Linked DNA regions of Callithrix jacchus: region 2 is linked to region 1. Evidence: chromatin contacts called from public Hi-C data. All regions are on one chromosome and are shown on one strand. Each heading gives the region's core, a stretch centred on a gene start, on an enhancer-like site or on the middle of the called end of the contact. The rest is flanking DNA. Distances are from core to core; before and after follow the strand shown. Region 1 overlaps OLFM1 (olfactomedin 1). Region 2 has its middle 120 kb from the start of PPP1R26.

Evidence for each region. A called contact is a pair of places that touch in the nucleus more often than the background predicts.
Region 2: a Hi-C map of induced pluripotent stem cells shows a contact between it and region 1, with 4 times the contacts expected there. The contact joins two enhancer-like sites. A contact is called at or near these places in 3 of 3 Hi-C or Micro-C datasets (induced pluripotent stem cells and skeletal muscle).

Annotation. Positions count from the first base shown.
Region 1 is chr1:183,620,216-183,625,789 of calJac240_pri, reverse strand. OLFM1 (olfactomedin 1) reads right to left here. Exons shown (of 6, transcript XM_078350737.1): 2 at 4,587-4,736. Among named protein-coding and RNA genes, the nearest start is that of OLFM1, 17 kb to the right of the region's middle. Within about 2 kb of position 2,264, at least 3 of the 16 cell types and tissues checked have an H3K27ac peak or open chromatin away from gene starts, as enhancers often do.
Region 2 is chr1:183,871,950-183,878,012 of calJac240_pri, reverse strand. No RefSeq gene overlaps it. Among named protein-coding and RNA genes, the nearest start is that of PPP1R26, 120 kb to the left of the region's middle. Within about 2 kb of position 2,387, at least 2 of the 16 cell types and tissues checked have an H3K27ac peak or open chromatin away from gene starts, as enhancers often do.

The sequences.
Region 1 (5,574 bases), core at 1,015-3,514:
CAGGCTGCCCCGCCCCAGATATAAATTCTCCTTCCTCCTAAATCTCATTGAGTGCCTTGCTGATGAGGTTGATTACTTAAGTGCAGAGTGAAGGAACGAGGGAGCCGCTCTCCCTGACTCTGCATCAAGCTTTTCCCCCCATCTCCTGCGCCATCCATCACAGCCCACAGTATCACAGGTAGATGACTGCTCTGCAAACATGTACATTCTGAGCATAGAGTCAGGAATCAATCACCCAGCAAATGAAGAATAGCTGTTTTACATCTTTACAGGCAGATCTGAATTGAGTCTAGCCTCAAGATGGAACTTTAATATTCAACAGGATTCCAGGGAGCTTAAAAGAAAAACAGTTTCAGTGCAGCCACCTGCCAGTGCATTTTATTTGCAGGGAACTGGCTTGTGCTTCTGTGCAAATGCATTCGGGGCTGCGGGGAGGTGGAAGGAACCAGAGGATTGCCGCAGTGGCGTCTGGGCCATTTTCTCAGAATCTAATGCAATTACTAGGGAAGAAGTTACCTCCATGACGGCAAATCTTCACTCCTGATTTTTTTTTTTTTTTTTTGCTAAATTTGAAAATACTCTCCCTTCTAGGAAAAAAACCATTTGGGGACGAGGCTTAGCTTTGCCTGGTCAGTGTGAAAAGAGGACAGTTTCTACTTCTTACTATACGTCCTCCACCAGGGCAAATACAGTGAAGTAAAATACAAAAGAGCAAGCCAAGCCTCCTCAGTCGGGGGAAAACCACTACTGTCAATCTCAGCACCCAGAAGTGCAAGGGCTTTCACATCCCGTTATTAGAAAGTAACACAAACCCATCCCGCAATTTCAAGTTCGTAAAGCACACAGTGGCACTGTAGATCCCTCTCACCCCTTCTCCTCTCTGGGAAATGGGAGCATTCTTCTTCCACCACCTGCCTGATTCCCTTGCTCCTCTTGCTCTGTCACTTTCAATAGCTATAGCACCTCTTTCAAGAAAAGATACAAAGTTTCATTTTATCATCCTTCAAGGCCCAGCCCAAATGCCACCTCCTCCAGGGAGGCTTCCCTGATGAACTGAGTTAAAACTATTTGGAAACAACGTCATCTTGTTGGCACAATGTCTGCCCAGGAGTGAGCCATGAAGCTGCCCCCCGACCCCCCACAGCCTGTGGACAGGACACTCAGGGAGGGAGTGACACTGGGTCTCATGCACATCTGTAACCCCTGCACGAAGTCCAGTAAATCTAGTGCACTAGAGTGGCCCCCGTGGCCACACGGCTGAACAATACAAATGACAGTGCCAGCGCAGACCCCTCTCCCCATTCCCCTCCTGGCAGGATCCCCAGAAGTGAAGGCCCACAAGTGCCAGGAGGAGCTGCTGAGCTCGGGCTGGCCTGGGTCAGGAGACCACACACAGCACCACAGGCTTTTCCATCCCCAGAGAAGCCATGCTTTTAACAGATTTCAAAGATCAGACTTCAGATCTGAAAAATTTTAAAGATACCAAGCTATTCCGCTGCCTTGAAACAAAACAGTTACTCTCCTATAGTTCTTCTAACCGTGACTGCATTTTCCTTTCTGGCCGCTGACAAGGCCCAGGCACACGGTTCGCCTCCAGGGTTGCAATCACAGGCCCATCTCCCCGCCCTGGGGAGGCCCCTCCTCCCGGCACAGCCCTTCCTCTGAGCACCTTCATTTTCCTGCCTGCAGGACGTCACTGAGAAGCCAACTGGCACGGTCAGTGTCACAGATACAGGATGACACAGTCTACCCCATGCCCCACGCAGGTCGGCAGCCAGCATTAAGAAGCGGGAGGGGGGCCAGCAACATGCAAAGACACACCTGGCCTCGGGGTAACGAACTGCTAATAATTACCCACCCTCTCCCGTGTTCCAGGCACTGCGCTGAGCCTGCTGTGGTGTTATTCATCTCATTTGATCTTTACAAAACCCTGGGAGCTAAATACTATTTTGAGTCCCATTTTACACATAGGGAAGCCAAGGCTCAGAGAAGTTAAGCAACTTGCTTACTGTCACACAGCCAGGCCTGCCAGTTCAAGCTGGACTGGCTCCAAAACCTACACCCTCAAACCCAGAGCCCAGTGCTGCTTCAAAGAGAATGGAGCCTGAGCCTCAGGTCTGTCCCCACAGTGCTCCACCCTAGCTTCATGGCACTGCCTGGTGAGGTCTCCAAGGCACTAGTGCCCAGGATCCCCACAGGGACTCAAGGGCAACAGAAATCAGACTCTGGGGGTGGGGCCTAGGACTCAGCACCTCGCAGCCTCCCAGGTGGGTTAAAGGTGAAGCCAGGCCGCAGAAACACCGACCTAGCTGGAATACGCCCAGCTGTGACCCAGCCCCACCCACAGGGCACATGGGCTTCGGTTTCTGGAGCGTCCTGTCCTGCTTCTGCCCACGAAGAGAAGGCAAGAGAAGAAAAAAGAAAGAGGAAAGAAAGGAAATAGCACACAGACCAGGGTGTGCGGGGGAGCTGGGGAGGGAGCCTCCTGCTAAAATGCACAGTGCATTAAGGAGCGAGGGCCCTCTTTCTCTTTCACAGCGACTGGCTCATGCCCTCTGAAAATAGAGTGTCCGCTATGGTATCAAATGGGGCTTTAAATTTTTAAGCAGTAATGCTGTGGCACGCACAGGCAGGAAGGAACGTTCCAGAGCCTGCAGTCCCAGGGGCTCATGGAGCATTCTGGAATCCATTTTCCAACTCTCTGCTCTCCCCGCAAATGCCTCCTCCCTGGGCTCAGGGTTCTGTTCTCCCCACCTGACTCTGCCCGGCCCCCACAGCCCAGAGGCCCCTCCAACTGCCGCCTCCCTCCTCTCCGGTTGTGAATAATGAAAGGCTCAGTTAGGCTTTGGTCCAGTTTGTTGTTAATAAATGTTTGTGGAATCTGTTACATGGATCTTACTTTAATTCTTTTAAAAGGATCTGCTCAGGTGGCTAAAGAGAAAAAAAAAAAAACATTCTATTCCTTCAAGGGGAGCGTGCTTTACAAACTAGGCCAGCTTCCCTGGGCACCACAATGCACCCTTCTTGCCCAAGAAACGAGCGTCCCATGGCCATCCATTCCAGACAGGGACAGGGGCACAGACAGGAGCAGGCAGTGACTCCAAGCCTTCAGCGCCTGTCAGAGCTGAACGGGTGCTTGGAATCTCTAGCCCCCTCTCTCCCTCTCCAAGAAAGGGAACCTGCTCTGTCCAGAGCTTCCTGGAGGGTTTGTGCTTCAGCACCAGGAATGCTGACCTGAGTCAGGGCAATGCTGTCCTCTCCTCAGGCTGCTCCCACCTTCTCCAATGAGGTGGGCAGTAACAGCAGCATCTGTCCCCCTAGAACAGAGCCACCCCCGAGTCACAGGGCCCCACACCCCCACAGGCCTCCTTTCATACTCCTGAGCTAATGCCCACTCCAGAAAGTGCAAGGCCAACCTGTAGTTACTGGTGTGTGTGTGTGTGTGTGTGTGTGTGTGCGCGCATGCGTGTGTGCGCATTTGTGCACGCGTGGTATATGTGTGGGGTGTGTGTGTGTGTGGTGTGACCCCACTCCCTCAGGGTGGGAAGGTTCCCTGCCCCGTAGGTGCCACACGCAAATGCCCCTTTCTTCTGAGGTATCAATGGGTGGAACAGAAGGGCCCACCATTTCTCCTTGTTCCCTTGGTAACTCTCCCGGGGGCCCCCAGAACCTAGGTTAACCACAGAATACTGGGTCCTTGGGAAGAATGTGCCAAAAGGCAGGTGGGCTGTGCCTGTTGGGAGAAGGCACCCTGACTAACGTGGGGAGTGGAGGAGACTGAAGCAGGTGATGAGCTCAGCCACGTGGGTCTCAGTGCCCACTTCCCTACTAACAGCTGTCTGGCTTGGGACAAGAAAGTCCACCTCTAGGGAGAGCCCAATTTCGCCTTCTCGAAATGGAGTGAAAAATCCCACCAACCTCACATGGTTCTTGTGAAGATCACGTGAAATAATGGATTTGAAATGTGTTATGCAAACTCCACCCTGCTGTTCCCATGTGGGTTCTGAAGGTGGCAACGTTGCCTGCTTTACCCCAGGAAGGCGTTCATGGTGATAAGCACCTGAGCAGCCAATGGCCAGGTCCACCCATTCAAGGGCAGAAAAAAGACCCCATCTGGTAAAATCCAAATGGTCACGCATTCCTGGGCCCATGGGTGCTCTCCAAAATAGCTGCTGGGTGACAGCCCCAGCCCTGTGCACACAAATATGACATCACTCTGAGACGAGCCTTGTGTCCTGTCTCACCACACCCATGAGACTCCTCAGTGGAGCCTGCAGTGAAAGGGAGGCAGGTCTAGACTCTCTTCCTGGGCCACCCTTGGAAGTCTCAATCCACTTGTCCATCCATCCACGAATTCAGTCATCCACCCATCCCCACCCATGCATCCACCCATCCATCCATCCACTGATCCATCTGTCTATCCACTCTTTCATTCATTCATAAACACTTTGAGTGGAGACAAGCCAGGAAAGGGCCGAAATGGAGCCTGCAAGCTAGTCAAGCCTTGGTGCTGGTGTGAGCACACAGGCATGGATGTACACACACACACACACACACACACACACACACACTCCATGCAGACTCACCTTCTCCAATAGCTGCCTCAGCTGTTTTGTGCGGGCATCCCGTGAACACATGGTCTGCTGTGGGGCAACCACTGTGCAGATACACCTGCCCTCGCTGTCCTGGGCAGAGCTGTACACCTGCCAGCTCTCCTCAGGGTTGGTGGGCAGCACCTGGAGAGGGCAGGGGTGGGGAGGAAGAGAAAGGGAGACCATGAGGTTGTGCATCAGAGCCAACAACCAGGGGAAACTGTCCACATCCAGTCCCAGGGAAAAGGCAGAAGGAAATGGCCCCAAGACATGTTTGACCCAAAGGGGAGAAAGGGCCCCTGGGAACAAAAAGGCACAGGTCTCCCATTAGGGGGCCCAAGGCTAAAAGGAAGTCAAAGAGGCAGGACCCTTTACGTTCTTAAAATTCAGGTTCAATTCAAGGGATGTCTAGAGTTTGTCATCTGGCCAAATTGATCTGCTGGGTGGGTGGGAGGGGCAACTAGAGGCCACCGGCTGGACGAGGAGCAAGGCAGGAAAGCAAATGCCTGGTGGCTTGCGGAGGGCACGTATTTCAGAAACAGGATATCCTTCCCGTAAGTCATGCATGGGTAGCTGGCACCACCAAGCCTTGCCCTGACATTCCCTAACACTCACAGATGAAGTGTTCACTGTAACAGCCCCAGCTCCAGCAGCCTATTTGCCCAGAGCAGTGATGAACCACGAACCACCACAACCTCCCTGCCAGCAGCTTGGCAAAGACTGACCCAAGAAAACACTAGGTTTCCCATTCCATGTGGGTTCCACCCACGAGCCATTTGGTGGATGTCACCAAATTGCTGGTGACATGTTGTGCAGGGGTCACCCCAACCCCAGTCCTGAGGTTTGCCCAAAGACCACCAAGAAACCAGGGCTGCCCATGTCTGGTGTAACCTTGCAATCCAGCCCTGCCAGGTGCTGGGGCGGGCACTCCGGAGCAAACCCGCTCCACCCTGCTGCTGGCCCCACTGTTTCCAAGCACACT
Region 2 (6,063 bases), core at 1,138-3,637, 250 kb before region 1:
TGCAGGTGTCGTGTACCCTCTTGCCCTGTGAGGCTGTGCCCTCAGCCGCCAGCCCAGGACTGGGTGACCAGCCGTCCCGTCCACACTGCAACCCGCCGTCCGCTAGATGGCGCTGCGTCACGCCCGTGGCCGGCCTGTCCCCAGCCCAGGAAGGCCTGAGGGAGTTCAAAGGTGGGTCTCCGGAGACCAGGGCAGCATCACATTGAGGGGGACGAGTCCCCTCCCTGGAGGGTGTGAGATCCCCTCATTGCTGGGTTCACAGCCTGCCGGGGGAAATGCCCCCTCCCCCGTGTGGAGCCAGGAGATATGCATACAGGTGTGTGTGTGCATGCGTGTGTGAACGTGTGTGTGTGCTCACACCTGTGCCTTGTGCATTCTGTGCAAGTGTGTGTGTGCATGCACATGCATGCACGTGCACACCTGCAAACACTCCTGTGAGTGTGTGCTCCTGTGCATATGTGGGGGTTCTGTGTGTGCATCTGGGGGTGAGCAGGGGTGGGAGGCAGCTCTGTCTAGCCCCCTGGTCCCCGGCCCTGTGTATGCGCTGAACTCCAGGATAACAAACACCTGCCCAGGTCTCAGCCTCAACCCGTGACTGCTCTGAGCCTCCATTTACTATCTGTAAAATGAGTGCCTCTGTTTCCTCTCAGGTGTGGTGAGACCATGGGGCAGACGGCCCTCCCCGTAGGTGTGATGTAGGCTGCAAAGTGATGTTGGTCCACACTTGTGTGCTGGTCACGTGCCTCTGGCAGCGGCCGTGGGAAGGACATGAAGCCCATGGCATCCTGTCCATCATGGGGGTGCCATGGAGTCCCCATCCCACAGGGGAGGAGACACAGGCTGACAGAAGCCACCGGCCTGGCTCTGAGCCCAGGCTGCCATTCAGGCTTCCATGCCTGAACTTCTACTCAGCCCCAGCTGGACGTGCAGAGCTGAGGTGGGCACGTCACGGAGCTGGCTCCGTGACGCTCAGTGGGACCTGGCGGAGGGTGGCACTGGCCTCCAGGGATACTGGAGCCCAGCCTCTCTGTGCTGACATCCGGGAATGCTGAGGTGCAGGAGGCCCAGCAGTGGCAGCTCTGGAGGAGGGGAATGTGTCGCTGTGAGCCTGCAATCTGTCGAGCAATCAACGAGTCCTGGCCCAAACGTGGAGCGCCTGGTGCCGGGTCCTTTGGCAGGGCCTTCCTTGGGGACAGAGGTGACCACTGGTGCCTGGACCCAGCAAGCCCTCCCAGGGTCATTCCCGGGTGACAATGCAAAGCCAGGCTGGGGCAGCTGCAGGTGGTTCCCAGGTGGTTGGTTCCCAGCTGACAGGTGGTTCCGAGGGAGGGCTGAGGGGCAGGATAGGTGGGAGCTGGACACAGTGACTTCTGGGGCGACAGGCCTCGGCCATCTCTGAAGGAGGGTTCCCGGGATGTGCATGTGGACAAGGTTTCTGGATGAGATCAGCCTGCTCACCCGTATGCCCAGGCCCCGTGGCTCAGGCGTTTTTGAACCTGGCAGTGATTGGGGTTGTTCCTGTTGCTTGTGCCAGGCTCCCGGGCAGTGCAGTCCTTGTAGCAGCCCTCGAAGGTCACCTTGAGAGCCAAGCCTGTGCAAGGTGATGGAGCCATCAGGTACAGGGGGGATGGTGTCTGGGGCCCATGAAGGTCACTGTGTAGCCCCGCAGGTGCCAATGAGGGAGCCAGGGTCCAGCCACCCATGCTTGCCAACTGGGCTCCCTGGTGCTGGAGAACAATCCCCTTCCTGATTCGCACAAAGGCTGGGGGCTCCCCTCTAGGGGCTGCTGTCCCCCAGTGCACTCTCACATCCCTGGGACACGGGGAGCTGCATGCCATGCTCAGCCCCATTGGGCACCAGGCCCCCACCTTCTATGGAATGAGCGCTCCCGAGGGGATGCTGCAAAAGTGTGGAGCTCTTGTCCTGGGTGCTGAGCCCCCGTCTGTGGCAGGAAAGAGGACAGTATTAGTGGTGAGGACGCAGGGACAGCTGTGGCTTCAGAGCACCAGCTTGGAGAGTGTCTGACTGAGCCATGAGACAGCCCTGCCTGGGGAGAACGTTCTTCCCATTTTCCAGAGGGGTAAATAGAGACTGCTGTGGTGCCCTACCTGGGAACCCTGGCTGCTCTGAGGTGGAGGAAAGTGGGAAGGTGAGCAGCTCGGGCCTGCCCTGCAGGTGCACCTGGACTCTGGGTGGGCCTTGCCACCCACACACCTGCCCCAGAGCCCTCTGAGCCTTGGCTGGCCAGTGCACCGAGAAGGGCCTGTGGGGAGGGGTTGGGACAGAGGAAGGGGCTTTGTGAGGGACCACAGGGGAAGCAGGGCTGAGCCTGTGTACCTCAGCCCCTGCTGTCCTCAGCTGGGTCTCCCGCCTGGTCCCTTCCACTCACTGTGGCCTTGGTGTCCTTGCTTGGGCACCATGGGCCAGCTGTGGGTGCCTGCCCACTCATAAGTGGCCATCCTGCCTGCATCCCTAGACCTCTTGCCACATTCCCTACCCCACACACCTGCCACCACACCAGCAGCCACTTTCTAGATCCTTCCGTAGCAAATGAGTTCTTCTATCCCAAATGAGGTTCCATAAAAGCCTCTCTGCTGATGGATTCCTGCACAAACAGACCTCCGCTGGAGACTGGAGCGACAGCCTCTCCCCACTAAGCGCAGACAGCGTGTCTCCTATGGAGCCCTGTCTTCTGCGAATGGCCTCCTCCTCTGACAAACAGGGCCGCAGAGCCAACCAGCTACGGTTTGCAGACAGCCTGAGGCCGTTCGCCTCGGCTCAGCGGGGTGGGTGCCTGGGGCCCATGCCATCCCTCTGGTGCTGATACTTGGCTCCTCTTTTTGCAAAATCGAAAGGAATTTCCAGAATCTCAGCAAAACTGCGCTGCACTTGGACTGTGGATTTGGCGTCTGTGCAAAGCACCCTTTCCCTTTCTTGGGGCAGTCAGGATGGAAGGAGATCCTGTGTGCCCAGGGAACCCTGGAGGGGCAGGGCACCATGCCTGACGGCAATGCCACATGGGCGCAGCAAGCTCCCCACAGCCCCGAAAGAGCTCCCTGCTGATGACTCCCGAGTCACAGATGGAGAAACCGAGGCGAGTTGTTTACTGGGCCTGCCCATCTGTCAGCAGCAGTGCGGACGCCCCGTCCAGTGCTGTCCCTATGCAGCTACAGCTGGCCACTTTGTCATTTGTTAGGTTCTGATGGGACCTGGGAGACACCCCATTCCGGGGGCCTGCTGAGCCACACCACACGCGGCGGAAAGCCATTCAGTGACATTTCTTGAAAAATCATGCTTCAATCGAATCTCTTCAGTAAGTTACTTAGGTGCTTTGCTCGTTAACCAAAGTAAATTGCATCCGAGGCCAGTGTTATGAATTTTTAAAACAACGCGCACCGCGCCCGCACTTGTCTGGCATTTGTTTCGTTTACAATTTTTGTCTGTGCGCCTTCCAGTTTGGGGCAGTGCAGCTGCGGGCCTGGCCGGGCCTGGAACACTCAGCCTGGGCTGCCTAAATATTTTATTTGCCAGTTGCAAACAGGAAACGTAATTAGAGGCCTGACTGCCAGCCACGCCAGGGAAACAGGGTCTCAACGGGGGCCGGGCTCCCTTTGATCCTTAGAATTTATAGTGTTTGGATTACAGAGCCATAGGGAACAGCCTTTTTGTTTTTTATTTTCTTAACTAGAATGAAGGCAAAGGTTTCTGCAGATAGGAAATTCCCCAACTCACACGATATCCATTGAAATTTTAATAGAATGTTAAAATCCAGCTCCTGAAAGCATCCAGCAGCAGCTCTGGTTTGCTTTGAGTCACTGGGTTGGAAAACACAAGAGAAGGTCGAGGGGCAAACAGGGACGTGGTGCGGGGAAGTTGTGGGGGAGAAGGAGGAGAGCTCGCTCCAGAAATAATGAAGAAAAACAGAGTTCACAGCTCTTGCAGAGCTCTGTAATTAAAATCCTGGGCGGAAGCGGTTATTTCTCTTTAAGCAGCCCCAGAATTAATTTGCCCTTCTAAGCCCTTTATTTTCTGGGCAAAGGAGCTACTTGTCTCTCCCAGAAGTGTACTTGGTAGCCGGCTGTCACCCGGGAAGACCCCAGAAGCCGGGAGTGAGGTGGTCCAGCCTTCTTCCTGTCAGGAGGGGGCGGTTCAAGGCCAGAACTTGTGTGCCTGGGGAGGTCCTGGCGAGGTGTCCCCTCTCCTGTGCCTCATGTAGCCTTGCTCATGTGGGTGAACCTGTCAGGACCATGGGATGGAGGTGAAGATTGGGCCCACCCCGGGCCTGCCAGGATGCACGAAGAGCAGGTGGTGCCAAGATGAGACAGAGGTTGGTGGCTTCAGGTCTGGCTGACCCTCCACTCCCAGCAAGCAAGTCGGGGAACAGAGCGTCCAACCTTACGGCACCATTCTTGGCTTCAGCTCCCTGGGGGGCGCTCGTGGTCTCTTCAGTGTCCACAGAGCCCTGATGGGGGACAGACCAGGCTCCTGGGCCGACCTAAGTGCTGATTCTGACAGCCTGTGATCTGCCACAACACTGGCCTCCTGGAGCCTCTGCTCTGACTGCGGTGTGATGGACATGCTGTCCCCATCTTGGTGAGGCTCAGGGCGGAAAATGTGTGGGAGAGCTCCCTGCCAGCCCAGCCCCTGCAATCCAAAAGAAAAAAAAAATAAGATAAAAAAGAGGAAAGTTATCTCTAATCTCACCGCCCAGAAATAATCTCCCGTCAGGTGTGGCATAGAGCCTTCCAGACTCTTCCGTGCGCCCTGCAAACTTAAATGCACATCTTCACAAAAGCGAGGCTTGCCCTTGCCCCTGCCTCCCACTTTCCCGTGCCCAGTGCACGCCCGTCCTGTCCGCAGGGGCACGAGCTTCCGCAGCAGCGTCGTGCATGTCTGTTGTAAGCCTGAGCCGTTGTCCCCATGCCCGTTCTCCTGTGGTGGAAGGGAAGGGTGTTTTCCTTTCATGAACAACGCTGTGGCCGACAGGCTGTGCTCATGGAAGTCTCCGGACTCACCCATTACACACAAAGTCTGTGGACATCAGGGGTGGTCCCTGGAGCTGCCTGGAGGTGGGGTGGTTGGATGTGGACCAAGGGCTCCCTACACTGGGGTCGGTGCAGGGGCTGGGCTCCCCCGCACAGCTGTGGAGCCTGCACACTGCGTTCTCCCGGGAGGCCATGTCATCTGAGACGTGATGTCAAAGGTGTCATCTGAAATTGCTCATGGGAAGGCCTGGGCAAGGGGAAGACTTCGAGAACCCCGTGGTCCCTCTGCTGGGATGCCAGGCGGGCTGACCACACACCTGCCGCTCAGCTGCTGGTGGTTGATTCCATCTTTCGCTTCGCCGGAGTGCTGACCAGGGTCTGGGTGCTGCTGGCCTTGGGTGAGGAGTGAGGCCCCTGCCGGTTGAGTTGAGTCTCTGTTGCTGCCGGTAACTGGGTTTCCCTCTCGGGCCTCCCCGTCCCCTTCTTATGGCCTTCGCTGTGGCCTCTGTCCTGGACTCTTGTCCTCTTCTGCCTGTGTCCAGTTCTGTCTCACCATTCAAAGCCCAGGCCACAGCACTGGGAAGTGTCTGTGACCCTCCTGAGCAGGCCCCAGACATCCCGGGAACTCTGGCGGCAGAGCTGTGGGAACTCAGGTCTGGTGCACGTTCCTGTTGGAGCCTGAGTCTCCAGGTCCCAGGCCTCTTCACTCAACTCCCCCACCTGGCAGACACACGGGGGCCTCTGGGATGTGTTTGCTGAATGAACGAATGAAAGTCAAGTCCATGCCCAAAGCTGTCATGTTTTATTCTCACGGGAACGTGGTTTGTCAGGTAGGAGGCAGGGAGAGCAGCTGCGGGGCCTGCACAACCTGCCGGGCTCATCCAGAGTGGCCTCGTGGACTCCTATGGCACCTGGGAGGCACGGACCCTCATCCCTGCCATGTTTGGGGTGTGCTGACTCAGCCCCGGGTGTGTGCTGACGCAGCCCTGGGCAGGCGTGTCCTGCTGTGGCCAGCATTGCTGTGTTGGGAGCTCCTGTATCTCCAGCGCCTCCTGCTCTGTCCATTGGGGAACTAAGA